Regions from separate parts of the Mus musculus genome. Here all the other regions are linked to region 2. The links are chromatin contacts, called in public ChIA-PET and HiChIP or PLAC-seq maps. All regions are on one chromosome and are shown on one strand. Each heading gives the region's core, a stretch centred on a gene start, on an enhancer-like site or on the middle of the called end of the contact. The rest is flanking DNA. Distances are from core to core; before and after follow the strand shown. Region 1 holds the start of Rab3d (RAB3D, member RAS oncogene family). Region 2 holds the start of Cdkn2d (cyclin dependent kinase inhibitor 2D). Region 3 holds the start of Zfp653 (zinc finger protein 653).

Region 1 (3,582 bases), core at 220-2,719, 630 kb before region 2:
CAGTGCCAGGATTAAAGGCATGTGCCACCACACCCGGCTCTGTTTGATTTTTTACATTTATTTATTCTTTTGTTTATTGCATGTGGAGATCAGAGGACAACTTGTGGGAATTGGTTCTCCTTCTACTCTGTTGGTCCCTGAAACCCTCATATCAGGCTTAGTAGCAACTGAATTCGAAATCTTGCTGTGTGGACTCTGGCAAATATCTACTTTTCTTTGATCCTCAGTTTCCTTATTTATATATATGAATACACTGTAGCTGTCTTCAGGCACACCAGAAGAGGGCATCAGATCCCATCACAGATGGTTGTGAGCCACCATGTGGTTCCTGAGATTTGAACTCAGGACCTCTGGAAGAACAGTCAGTGCTCTTAACTGCTGAGCCATCTCTCCAGCCCCAGTTTCCTTATTTCTAAAACATGTTTTAACTCCAAGAGCCCTTAGGCATGTTGAACAGAAGAATCTAGCACCCTTTAGAGCCAGACTCCTCCCACGTGGAACGGGGATTATGCCTAGGATTCAGGCCAGCACTGGGGAGATAGAGTAACCACTCTCTATATAAGAAGCCTTGGGCTCCATCCCTAGCACCGTGTAAAGCAGCATGGCTTTGTACACCTTCAATCCCAGACCTTGGGAGGTGGAGCCAGGGGAATCAGTTCACATTTACTCTTGGTACTTAAGGAGTTTGAGGCAAGCCTGGAAAACAAACAAAAAAATTTTAATTTTTAGAATTTTAAATTTTATTTTACATGAGTGTTTTGTCTGCACCACGTGGGCTCTTGCAGTTTGATGAAGTAAGAAGGGTCAGGTCTCCTGGAACTGGAGTTATTAGACACCATGTGAGTCCTGAGACTCAAACTCATATCCTCAACAAGAACAAGTGATTTTAACCGCTGAGACATCTCTCCAGCCCCCAAAAGTAAAAGGAATAAAACTATGGTTACACTAATCTTGTTATGAACCACTCGACAGAGGGAAACATTGAGGTTGAGAGAGGTTAAATATGTCAGGAGTCACAGTCCTAGAAAGGGGAGATGGGAATAGAACTCAGCTGCTGAGGTTTTCCTGTTAACACAGAATGCATAGAAAATGTTTTCTACCTCTAGTTAGGAAAGAGAGGCTCTGATGGGACTTAATGCCTCTTCCCGCTCCTCTGGGCTCTAGCTCAGGACCACAGACTTGCACTCCCAGATCCCTACCACCCCTCTCCTACCATACTACCAGGTCCCATCCTCTCAACTCCCTGCCCACCTCTGACGCCTCTTGAGGTGGCCCCGCCCCTGCCAGACCCCACCTCCGCCTGCAAGGCTCGCCCACTCAGCTAGGACTTTTGTGGCGTCCAAGCCTCCGACAGGCCACGCCCATCTCCTGGCTCCGTTGGCGGCGCCCACACCCGTAAGACCACGCCCACCGCCGGGCGCCAACTCTCAAGGCGCCCCGCCCCTTCTAGGCCCCACCCGCTCACCTCGCCTAGTCTTCTGCGGCCTCGCCCCCTCCGCCTGGGCGGAGCCGGCGCGGGATCCGGGTGTCAGTGTTGGCAGCGCCGGCAGCTGTGGGGCGAGGGTCGCAGCCCTGTGCGGGGCCGTAGCAACTTCGTGGGCGGATCCTGGTGTGCAAGGCGGGACCCGAGGTGAGCCCAGGAGCGAGTGCACCTGCCAACCCGCTGATACGCGCGTGCACTATGACAGGGTTGAACTGGGGTCCGCGCGAGCCTGGGTCCCGCACCCCCTGTCAGTGCTGCTGGCTCTTCTGGGTTCCCCGCACCCGGCAAGCTCTGCGAACGGTGGCGGGGTGGGCGAGAAGCCCAGCTTGGGGCCGAGCGACGGCGCCATATGGTGATGGGGGAGGCACTTGCTGGTGCACGCAGTGCAGTGACTGTTCGGGTGCCAACCTTGAGGGCTAGGGGACCCCTAGATGGCCCAGAAGAGAAGCCGTGGTGGGGCGGGGGCCAGCCTGGAGGCCCTGCCCGACGGACGCCTCAAACCCGTTCTCCCGGAACACAGGGTGGGGTTGGCTGCGTTCTCCTTAGAAATGCACGGAGTAGAGAAACAGAAAACACCGAAGGCCATTGAGAAATACTTTTGCTTGGGCTTCGGAGAGCAGCTCTAAGCTAGACAGCTGGAGAAAGCAAAGTGGGGGCGGGGGTGGGGGAGAGCTTGGAAGAACACCCTAGATTTGGATAAAACAGAATGCTGGAGTGTGGGAAGATATAAACAGGAGGATATGGGGTGGTGGGTTTTGCAGTCATTAAGTGGCTAGGATAATTCTCTTGGATTTGATGACTTTCAGTCCTGTCTTTGTGGACCATGGCTGGGGTGAGTCAGCTTTGGCCAAGAGGGAGCCAGGCCCGGCCCCTTTGACAAATAAAATGGTAGATACCCACTTGGGAGCCTAACTGGGCCTTTAAACCTTATGTTATATATATAGAAATTACCCTCACCCTGGGAGACAGGGAAAGGGTTACAGTGGATTTGGAGAGGACAGGACAGCACCCCAGAGGCAAGCACCAGCTAAATTCAACATCCAAGCCTTGATGGAAGGGGCTCTGTCTAGCTGGCAGTCACACACACACCTACACACCTGGCCATACCAGCTGCTTGCACTGGGCAAAGTCCAGCTTGCAGCCCGTGCAACTTCCTCACCACCACGGCCCCCCAGCCCCAACTGGCCCTGAGTTTTCACCTGTTACCTGGTCCTGCACCTGAAGGGAGAAGATCTGAACCTTCCACTATAAAGGTTCCATATTTCTTTCCTTTTTCTCTTTCTCTCTCTCTGTCCCTCTCTCTTTCTTTTTTCCTTCCTTCCTTCCTTCCTCCCTTCCTTTCTTTCTGAGACAAGTTCTCATATAACCCACCCCAGTTTGGTAAGGAACTTCCAATGTAACGCAGGATGGCTTTGAACGCCTGGTACTCTGTTTCCACTCTGTAGTGCTGAAATTACAGGTGTGCACATCACACCTGGTTTGCTGGGTGCTGGGGCTGAAAACGCAGGTGAGTGCTCTACTCCCCAGCCCTCAGCCTCACCTTTGTGTAAAGATTAAATAGCAACCACAGCCCTCTCACTGTGGTGTTTCTTTCTTATGCACAGCTGTGTCTCTTCAGAGACCCATGCCTGGTGCAGAGACTCAGCAGAAGTTTGTTGATGAATACCACAAGGATCATTAAGAAGGGCACAGTGGTGCACACCTGTAATCCACAGCTCCAGAGGCAGGGATCCACCACATGGGGAGTTTGAGGTCAGCCTGAGCTACCTGAGATCTTTCCTTAAAGAATAAAAGTGGAAAAAATGAGAAGGAGTAGAGAGATGGCTCAGCTGCTAAGAGCAGTTCTTTCAGACAACCTGACTTAGATTCTCAGAGCCCAGGTCAGGCAGTTTACAGCTGCCTCTAACTACAGCCCCGAGGTGGAGCCACGTCCCTGTCAACCCCATACACCAGTCACATATGCAGCCTTAGTCTTACTCCAGAGTGAGACCTTGTCTCAATAAATAAATAAAAATAAATAAAACTTTAAAACTAGGGCTAGGGGATGGCTTTGCAGGAAAAGGCACTTGCTGCCCAGCCTGATGACCTGCGTTTGATCC
Region 2 (3,655 bases), core at 661-3,160:
TCAATAAAAAAAATGTTAGGGGCAGTAGCTTATAGATCAGTTAGTAGAGTGATTTCGTCACCTCCATGAAGCCCTGGGCTCCATGTACAGCACTACATGGACTGTACCATAGTAGCACTTGGGAGTGGCATTCAGAGGCTCGGGTGTTATCCTTGGCTACATATTGCAATTGGAGTCCAGCCTGGGCTATATAAGACCCTTAAAAAAGAAAAAAAAGAAAACCTTAAAAGATAATTGCCGGGCTGGTGAGATGGTTCAGCGGGTAAGAGCACCTGACTGCTCTTCCGAAGGTCCGGAGTTCAAATCCCGGCAACCACATGGTGGCTCACAATCTGTAACAAGATCTGACGCCCTCTTCTGGAGTGTCTGAGGACAGCTACAGTGTACTTGCATATAATAAATAAATAAATCTTTAAAAAAAAAAAAAAAAAGACAATTGCCAGACTGGAGAAATGAGATGGCTCACCAGTTAAGAGCACTGGCTTCTTGCTCCTCCAAAGGACCTGGGTTTAATTCCCAGCACCCACATGGCAGCTCAGTTCTAGATTCGGCACCCTCACACAGACATGCATGCAGGCAAAACAGCAATGCACATAAAAAATAAAAAGGAGTCAGGCAGTAGTGGGGCACGCCTTTAATACTATGCACTTGGGAGGCAAAGGCAGGCAGGTGAAGAACAGTCTGGCCTACATAGGGAGTTCTAGGACAGCCAGAATTACATACTAAGACCCTATCTTGAAAAACGTAGAAAAATCTAAAAGAGAATTATTACAATATGTGGCTATTTGATTGTCTATATGTGCACCATGTTGGTATAGGTCAGAAGAGGGTGTTGGATCTCTGAAGCTGGAGTTACTGATGGCTAAACTGTCACATGGTTGCTGATATTGAATCCTAAATCTTCTACAAAAGCATTGATCCATCTTTCAGGTTCTATAAATAAATAAATAAATAAATAAATAAATAAATAAATAAGTAAATAAATTAAAGGAGACCATCTTGGTAGCCCATTCCTTTAATCCCAGCACGAATGGCAGAGGAGGCAGGTGGATTTTGAGTTCAAACAGATCAAATAAGTTTCAGGCCAGCCAAGGCTACACAGAGAGACCCTGCCGCAGAAACATAAAAACAAACAAAAGTCGGGCGGTGGTGGCCTTTAATCCCAGCATTTGGGAGGCAGAGGCAGGCGGATTTTTGAGTTCGAGGCCAGCCTGGTCTACAGAGTGAGTTCCAGGACAGCCGGGGATACACAGAGAAACCCTGTCTCGAAAAAACCAAAACCAGCCAACCAAACAAAAATGTTAGAAGGCACCGCGCTTTACCACTCAGAAGCCGTTCCTTTAACCCAGCAGTCGAATGAATGAACTAAGCTCCGAGTTTCACAGTAAGAGCTTGCTTATTAGCATTTCCGCGGTCCGTGAATGACTAAAATGTTCCAGTTATAGGAGTTTCCAGTCCTGCCTCCCTTCCTCCCGGAGGCGCTAAAGATCCAAGATGGGCCCGCGCCAGCCTGTCTCCAGCCTCTCCGCTGGGGTCAGTTAAACCTCCTCCTCTTTCCCGCCCGCCCGCCGGTTTTGAAAAACCAAAATTCCTGCTGTGGCGGGCAGCTCCACTGGTCGCTGCACGCTGACCAATCAGGAGCCACGCCACTGCTACGGGAGAGACAAACCTCCCCAGCAACGCGTGCTGATTGGCTGTTATTCCCAGCAGGCGGGACTAATGGAGGTCGGGCTCTGGGCAAAGTGGCTCTCGCTACTCTGTTGCGAGTTTGTAAGAAAACAAGGGCGCTCTGGGCGGGGCCTGGGGCGGGCTTGCCTCGCCCACTAGCGGCTGACTCTGGCGGCCAGTACAGTGCCGGCTCAGAGCAGACCCCGCCCGCGCAAGGAAAGGAGGGAGGGTGAGTCTGGGGAGACCCGGCCCAAGGGGCGGGCGCCGAAGGGCTGGGCGGGGTTCCCCGCTGCCTCTCTCGGTGACAGGGGGAGGAGCTAGCTGCGAGCGCTGGGGTCGTACGGGCGGAGGGCGCAGGCTCTGAGGCCGGCAAATGATCATAGAGTTGGCCCTGGTGGCACCGCAGTCCCTAGAGTTCTGATCCAGCTCTTGCTGGTTCCCCAGCCCTGACCTTAACTGGGCTTGGGGCTGGGTGGGTTTCACAGTCCACCGGTATCCACTATGCTTCTGGAAGAAGTCTGCGTCGGCGACCGGTTGAGTGGCGCAGCGGCCCGTGGCGACGTGCAAGAGGTCCGCCGCCTTCTTCACCGGGAGCTGGTGCATCCTGACGCCCTGAACCGCTTTGGCAAGACGGCCTTGCAGGTGAGGCCTGGCTGGCACCCGGCCCCCACACCCCATCCCTACAAGTCTCCTGACCCGGGTTGGTGATCCCTTAAGGTTTAGTCCTTGCTTGCTCTGATGTTGGGTGGGTGGTGAGGATGCGATGGGGGAGGGGATGGCTTTTCAGCTCTTGTCTAATAGCCTGACAGATTCAGTTTCCCTGCAGACCTTTATTCTGTGGGTTCATCTTCTTTTCGTGCCAGTCCTTGAGGACAGCTCATATTTCTTGAGGCTCCTTAAAGATATTCGATCTCTGGAAGATGGCATGCATGTCTTCTCCAAGGGAGATAGCCTTTTTTTTTTTTTTTTTTGAGGTGCCCTCTTGAAGGATCTCTGGTTATTTCAGGGACATCTTCATTTCGGCAGGTGATGTAGATTTTTTCCCCTTTTGTATCTTCTGCGTGCCTAGTAACAAAAACGATTCCTTATTGCTTGAAGGTCCCGTAATTTGGGTGGCATTTATAGGAGAGTCCCACCTTTTCATGGGTACTCATACATTCTGAAGATCATGCCTATGTCTAAGGAAGTTATTTCTCGACAAAGGGGATCCAAATTGTCTAGAGCATCTCTTTCTCAAAAATTCTATGTAGTTCCCAGATTGTAGTGTTGAAGGGGCTTTACAGCCCTAATGATATGGGACTGCTCTGGCCTCAAAGAGGCTTTAGACGCCTTCCTGGTTCTCTCTCTCTCTCTCTCTCTTCAAGACAGGGTTTTTCAGTGTAGCCCTGGCTGTCCTGAAACTCACTCTGTAGACCAGGCTGGCCTTGAACACAGAAATCTGCCTGCCTCTGCCTCCCGAGTGCTGGGATTAAAGGCGTGCGCCACCACTGCCTGGCCCGGTTCCCTTTCTCATCCATTCTCTTTACTTCTCTTGCTTCTTCATTTTCTTTTTTTATTTCTGAGACAAAGTCTCACTTTGCATCTCAGACTGGCCTTGAACTTGAGACTGTCCTCCTGCCTGAGCCTCTGAGGTCCTGGGATTATGAAAGCGTCACTATGCCTGGCTTTTTAATGTTTTCATGAGAGTCACTTTTATAGTTAGGGCTTTTTGTTGTTGTGTTGTTGTTCTTAAGAGAACTTTGGGCTACACAGTAGTGACACAAATTAATCCAGCACTTAATCTTTAATCCCAGCACTTGGGAGGCAGATGCAGGTGGATCTCTGAGAATTTGAGACCAACCTGGTCTACAGAGAGAATTCCAGGACATCCAGAAAGACATCCTGTCTCCGACAAGGATGGGGGTGGGGCTTAGAAGGTGTGTGTGTGGGGGTGTCCTTATTTTCAAAGAACCTGTTCTCTGGGGTCCCAGTCTGATCCCTTGGGTCC
Region 3 (3,732 bases), core at 333-2,832, 780 kb before region 2:
CATCTGTGTGGTGGCCATTTGTCCACGCTCCACAGGATGAGGGGTCATATGCCCCCCAGGGTACCTCTCCTTGGCTACTCCCTCTCCCCTTTGTACTATCTTTTAAGGAGCATTCTATACTGACTAGTGATGTGACCAGAATACGCGCAAGCCTCAGGTCAGCAGGGAACAGTCAAGTTATATGTGGGGAGTTGGGAGGAGGCACATGGTAGCCTCCAAGTTAGGGCTCAAACTTAGTCTCTTGATAGTATCTGAGCAGCGGGTGGCATGGCCAAGGGAAATGTAGAACATTTATGTGGCACAGGGAGCTGGCTGTGAACTCATGGAGGTGCTCAGAGTACGTCACAGTGGTGAGACACAAACTCTTCTCCTAACAGTGACAGAAGGCCCTGTCTTCGCCATGTGCATGGCTGGTGCCCATGATCAGGCAACATTGATCAAGTGGATCCAAGGCTTGCAGGAGACCAACCCAACCCTGGCACAGATCCCAGTGGTATTCCGCCTGGCCAGGTCCACGGGGGAGCTCCTGACAACTTCAAGGCTGGAGGGACAGTCCCCTCCCCACAGTCCTCCCAAGGGGCCTGAGGAAGATGATGAGACCATTCAGGCAGAGCAGCAGCAGGGGCAAAGTTGAGTCAGATAGAGCTGGCATGAGGAGAAAAGACTGGGCTGGTATGAAATAATATGGAGAAAATAAAAAAATCAAAACCTCTTCCCTGGCCCTGTGGCTTCCCTTCGTATGTTCTGCATGGGCTCTTTTGGGTTTACCACCTTGGGACCCTTTTTTAAACTTGTCTTTTCAAAAATTCCATTTATAGATGGGCGTGGTGGCACACGCCTTTAATCCCAGCACTCGGGAGGCAGGCAGACAGATTTCTGAGTTCGAGGCCAGCCTGGTCTACAGAGTGAGTTCCAGGACAGCCAGGGCTACACAGAGAAACCTTGTCTCGAAAAACCAAAAAAAAAAAAAAAAATCCATTTATATATTTATGGTATGGGAGGGATGTGTGGAGGTCAGAAGACCATTTGCTGGAGTCTGTTCCGATATATGACCCTGTGAATCTCGGAAATGTAACTCAGATTGTCAAGTATGCCAGCCATCACCTTACCTGCAGAGCCGACTTGTTGGCCTTTAAAAACATCTTTTAAATGTATTTACCTTTATTTTATGTGCATTGGTGTTCTGCATGTATATATGTTTATGTGAGAATGGTAGATCTTGGAATTACAGACAGTTCTAGCTGCCATGTAGGTGCTGAATTTGAGCGCAGGTCCTCTGGAAAAGCAGTGAGTGCCCTTAACCAGTGAGCCATTTCTCCAGCCCTTTTGAAAAAATCTTTAATCACATTGCCGAAGAATTCAATAGAGAGGCAAGGATTACCTGAGTTTCAGTACCCAGTGCCTCTACCTCCCAAATAACTGACTTGTCAACAGAACGCACTTCCATGGCCTGGGCCGGACGGACTACGCGCATGCGCAGCTATGGCTAGTTGTCCCCGTTTGGCGCCGCGGGCAGAGAAGACCCTGTGAGAAATCTCCCGGCGGCGCAGACTAGGCGCGCCACTTCCGGTCGAGGCTCCTAACAACGGGGGAGGCCGGTAACCAGGGAGGGGGGGATGGCGGAGCGGGCTCCAGAGCCCGGGGCGGAGGCGGAGGCGGGCGCAGGCGGGGAGGCGGCGGCAGAGGAAGGCGCGGCAGGCAGAAAGGCGCGGGGCCGGCCGCGGCTCACCGAGTCGGACCGGGCCCGGAGGCGGCTCGAGTCCCGGAAGAAGTACGACGTGCGGCGCGTGTACCTGGGCGAGGCGCACGGCCCCTGGGTGGACCTGAGACGCCGCAGCGGCTGGAGCGACGCCAAACTTGCCGCCTACCTCATTTCGCTGGAGCGTGGCCAGCGTAGCGGTCGCCACGGGTAAGGGGGCGCGGGGCCGGGAGAGGGAGGGAGGGAGAGAAGAAGCCGGGGGAGGGACGAAAAGGGCAGCGGCCCCGCCCCCGGAGCGTGAAGCCCCACCCCCGGGCCGCCTGGCGGCCCTCGGTCTCGGGCTTAGGCAACCCAGACCCCTCACGCGCCTCCTCGCGGCTCCGCCTCCGACCCATTGACTACCCAATGCAAGCCTGTGCCCCACCCCTCTGCCCGCCTTCGGAAGCTCCGACTGGCCCGTCTGAAGAGTCGACCCGCCTCCACTGGCCTGGCCTGGGGCTGGCTCTCAGGTGTAAACCTCCAAAGGTGCTGGGCACTCTGATTTTCTGCGTATGAGTGCCTTGCCTTCGTGGATATATGTGTACCACGTGCATGAACTACCTGCAGAGGTCAGAAAAGGGTGTCGGATCCCCAGAAACCACCATTGTGAACCACCATGTAGGTTGTGGGAACCAAACCCGGATCCTCAACAAGAAAGCAGCCTTAACCCAGCCACCTGTTTCAACAACCTTGTCAGGGTTACTTGTGTGCATCCTGAGTGCTGGGACTAAAGGCATGTGCCAGGCTTGGTGTGAGGGCACTTTTATTCTTGTGTATGTGTGCGTGTGTGGTGTATGTAGGCCCACATAAGGAGGTGGGAAGACAGCTTTGCAGAGCTAGTCCTCTTCTACCACGTGCCCTCTAGGGATCAGACTAAGACCATGAATGGTTCACCACGCTGTAGTTGTCAGACCTATTGGTAAACTGTCATGTGCAGCTTGCCACACTGAGAAGCAGGCTCTGAAAGTGTAGATGGCCTCTCCTGTTTGAGACTCAAGCATGTCTCTCTCAGTGTCCTCCAGGAAGAGACAAGGACAGCAGAAGTGCCCAAGAGTAAAAACCCCATGCCCTTAAGAACAGCTAGAAGGTGGAGCATTTCCAATAGAGGTTACTCCTGCTGTCTCACAGTGCAGGTGTCCACAGTGGGAAGACAAGCTGGATGCTAAGCCATGGAGGGAAAGCTCACCCTGGGACTCCAGCTGTTGCCCCAGCTTCCCCAGCCAGTAGCTGCATGGTGTGAACACTGGATTGGATATTATCTGTCTGGTTTGCACAGACAGTTCCAGCCAGCCAGGGCTGCATAACGATACTCTATCTCAAATAAAATACAAAATGAAAATAGAGAGCATAGAAAGGGTTTGGCCCATAGTAAGGGTTCAGGTGTAGCGTGTTCTGCTCTTGTCTGCACTCATCTGTATGAATGATTCTTTAAGAGTTGATTCTAGGCCCTGAAGAGGTTGGATCAGTAGTTAAGAGCATTTGTTGCTCTTTCAGAGGGCCTGGGTTTGGTTCCAGTCACCAGCATTGTGGTTCACAACCATCTGTAACTCCAGTTCCAAGGGATTCCATGCCCTCTTCTGACCTCCAAGGGCATCAGGCAGGTGCAGAGACATGAATGCAAGTAAAAACTTATGCACATGAAATAGTAAAATCATTTTTAAGAAGTTATCCAGGCATAGTGGCACATGCCTGTAATTCCAGCATTTTGGAGGCAGATGCAACTAGAGCTTTTTGAGTTTGAGCCCAGCTGGGTCTATATGTTGAGTTCCAGGATAGCCAGGGCTACACAGAGAGACAGAGGTCTCAAAACAAAAACAAAAAACAAAAATACATTGATTCTTAGGGGCAATAACCAGCTAGGAGCAAGGGGTATAACTCAGTGGTGGAGTGTCTCATGTGTGAGAAGCTCTGGGCGCACGCTCTCACACACACACACACACACACACACACACACAACCCTACTAGTTGGGCATATGGCTCCATCAGTAGCTTGC

What was found. ChIA-PET counts read pairs in DNA pulled down with a chosen protein or histone mark. HiChIP or PLAC-seq counts read pairs in DNA pulled down with a chosen protein or histone mark.
Region 1: a contact with region 2 is called in an RNA polymerase II ChIA-PET map of memory CD8 T cells, with 11 read pairs. The contact joins the promoter of Rab3d here to the promoter of Cdkn2d in region 2. A contact is called at or near these places in 1 of 39 promoter capture datasets (liver), 2 of 484 Hi-C or Micro-C datasets (liver and muscle stem cells) and 3 of 115 datasets of contacts at active chromatin or transcription factors (cardiomyocytes, memory CD8 T cells and stem cell-derived neural progenitor cells).
Region 3: an HNF4G HiChIP or PLAC-seq map of pancreatic cancer cells shows a contact between it and region 2. The contact joins the promoter of Zfp653 here to the promoter of Cdkn2d in region 2. A contact is called at or near these places in 1 of 484 Hi-C or Micro-C datasets (uterus) and 1 of 115 datasets of contacts at active chromatin or transcription factors (pancreatic cancer cells).

Annotation. Positions count from the first base shown.
Region 1 is chr9:21,916,070-21,919,651 of GRCm38.p6, reverse strand. Rab3d (RAB3D, member RAS oncogene family) reads left to right here and starts at 1,469. Exons shown (of 5, transcript NM_001324531.1): 1 at 1,469-1,630.
Region 2 is chr9:21,289,464-21,293,118 of GRCm38.p6, reverse strand. Cdkn2d (cyclin dependent kinase inhibitor 2D) reads left to right here and starts at 1,910. Exons shown (of 2, transcript NM_009878.3): 1 at 1,910-2,310. The coding sequence starts at 2,170.
Region 3 is chr9:22,069,226-22,072,957 of GRCm38.p6, reverse strand. It overlaps Zfp653 (zinc finger protein 653), which reads left to right and starts at 1,582. Exons shown (of 9, transcript NM_177318.3): 1 at 1,582-1,909. The coding sequence starts at 1,617. It overlaps Ecsit (ECSIT signalling integrator), which reads left to right. Exons shown (of 9, transcript NM_001253897.1): 9 at 378-712. The coding sequence ends at 634. It overlaps Gm16845 (predicted gene, 16845), which reads right to left and starts at 1,956. Exons shown (of 3, transcript NR_040407.1): 1 at 1,794-1,956.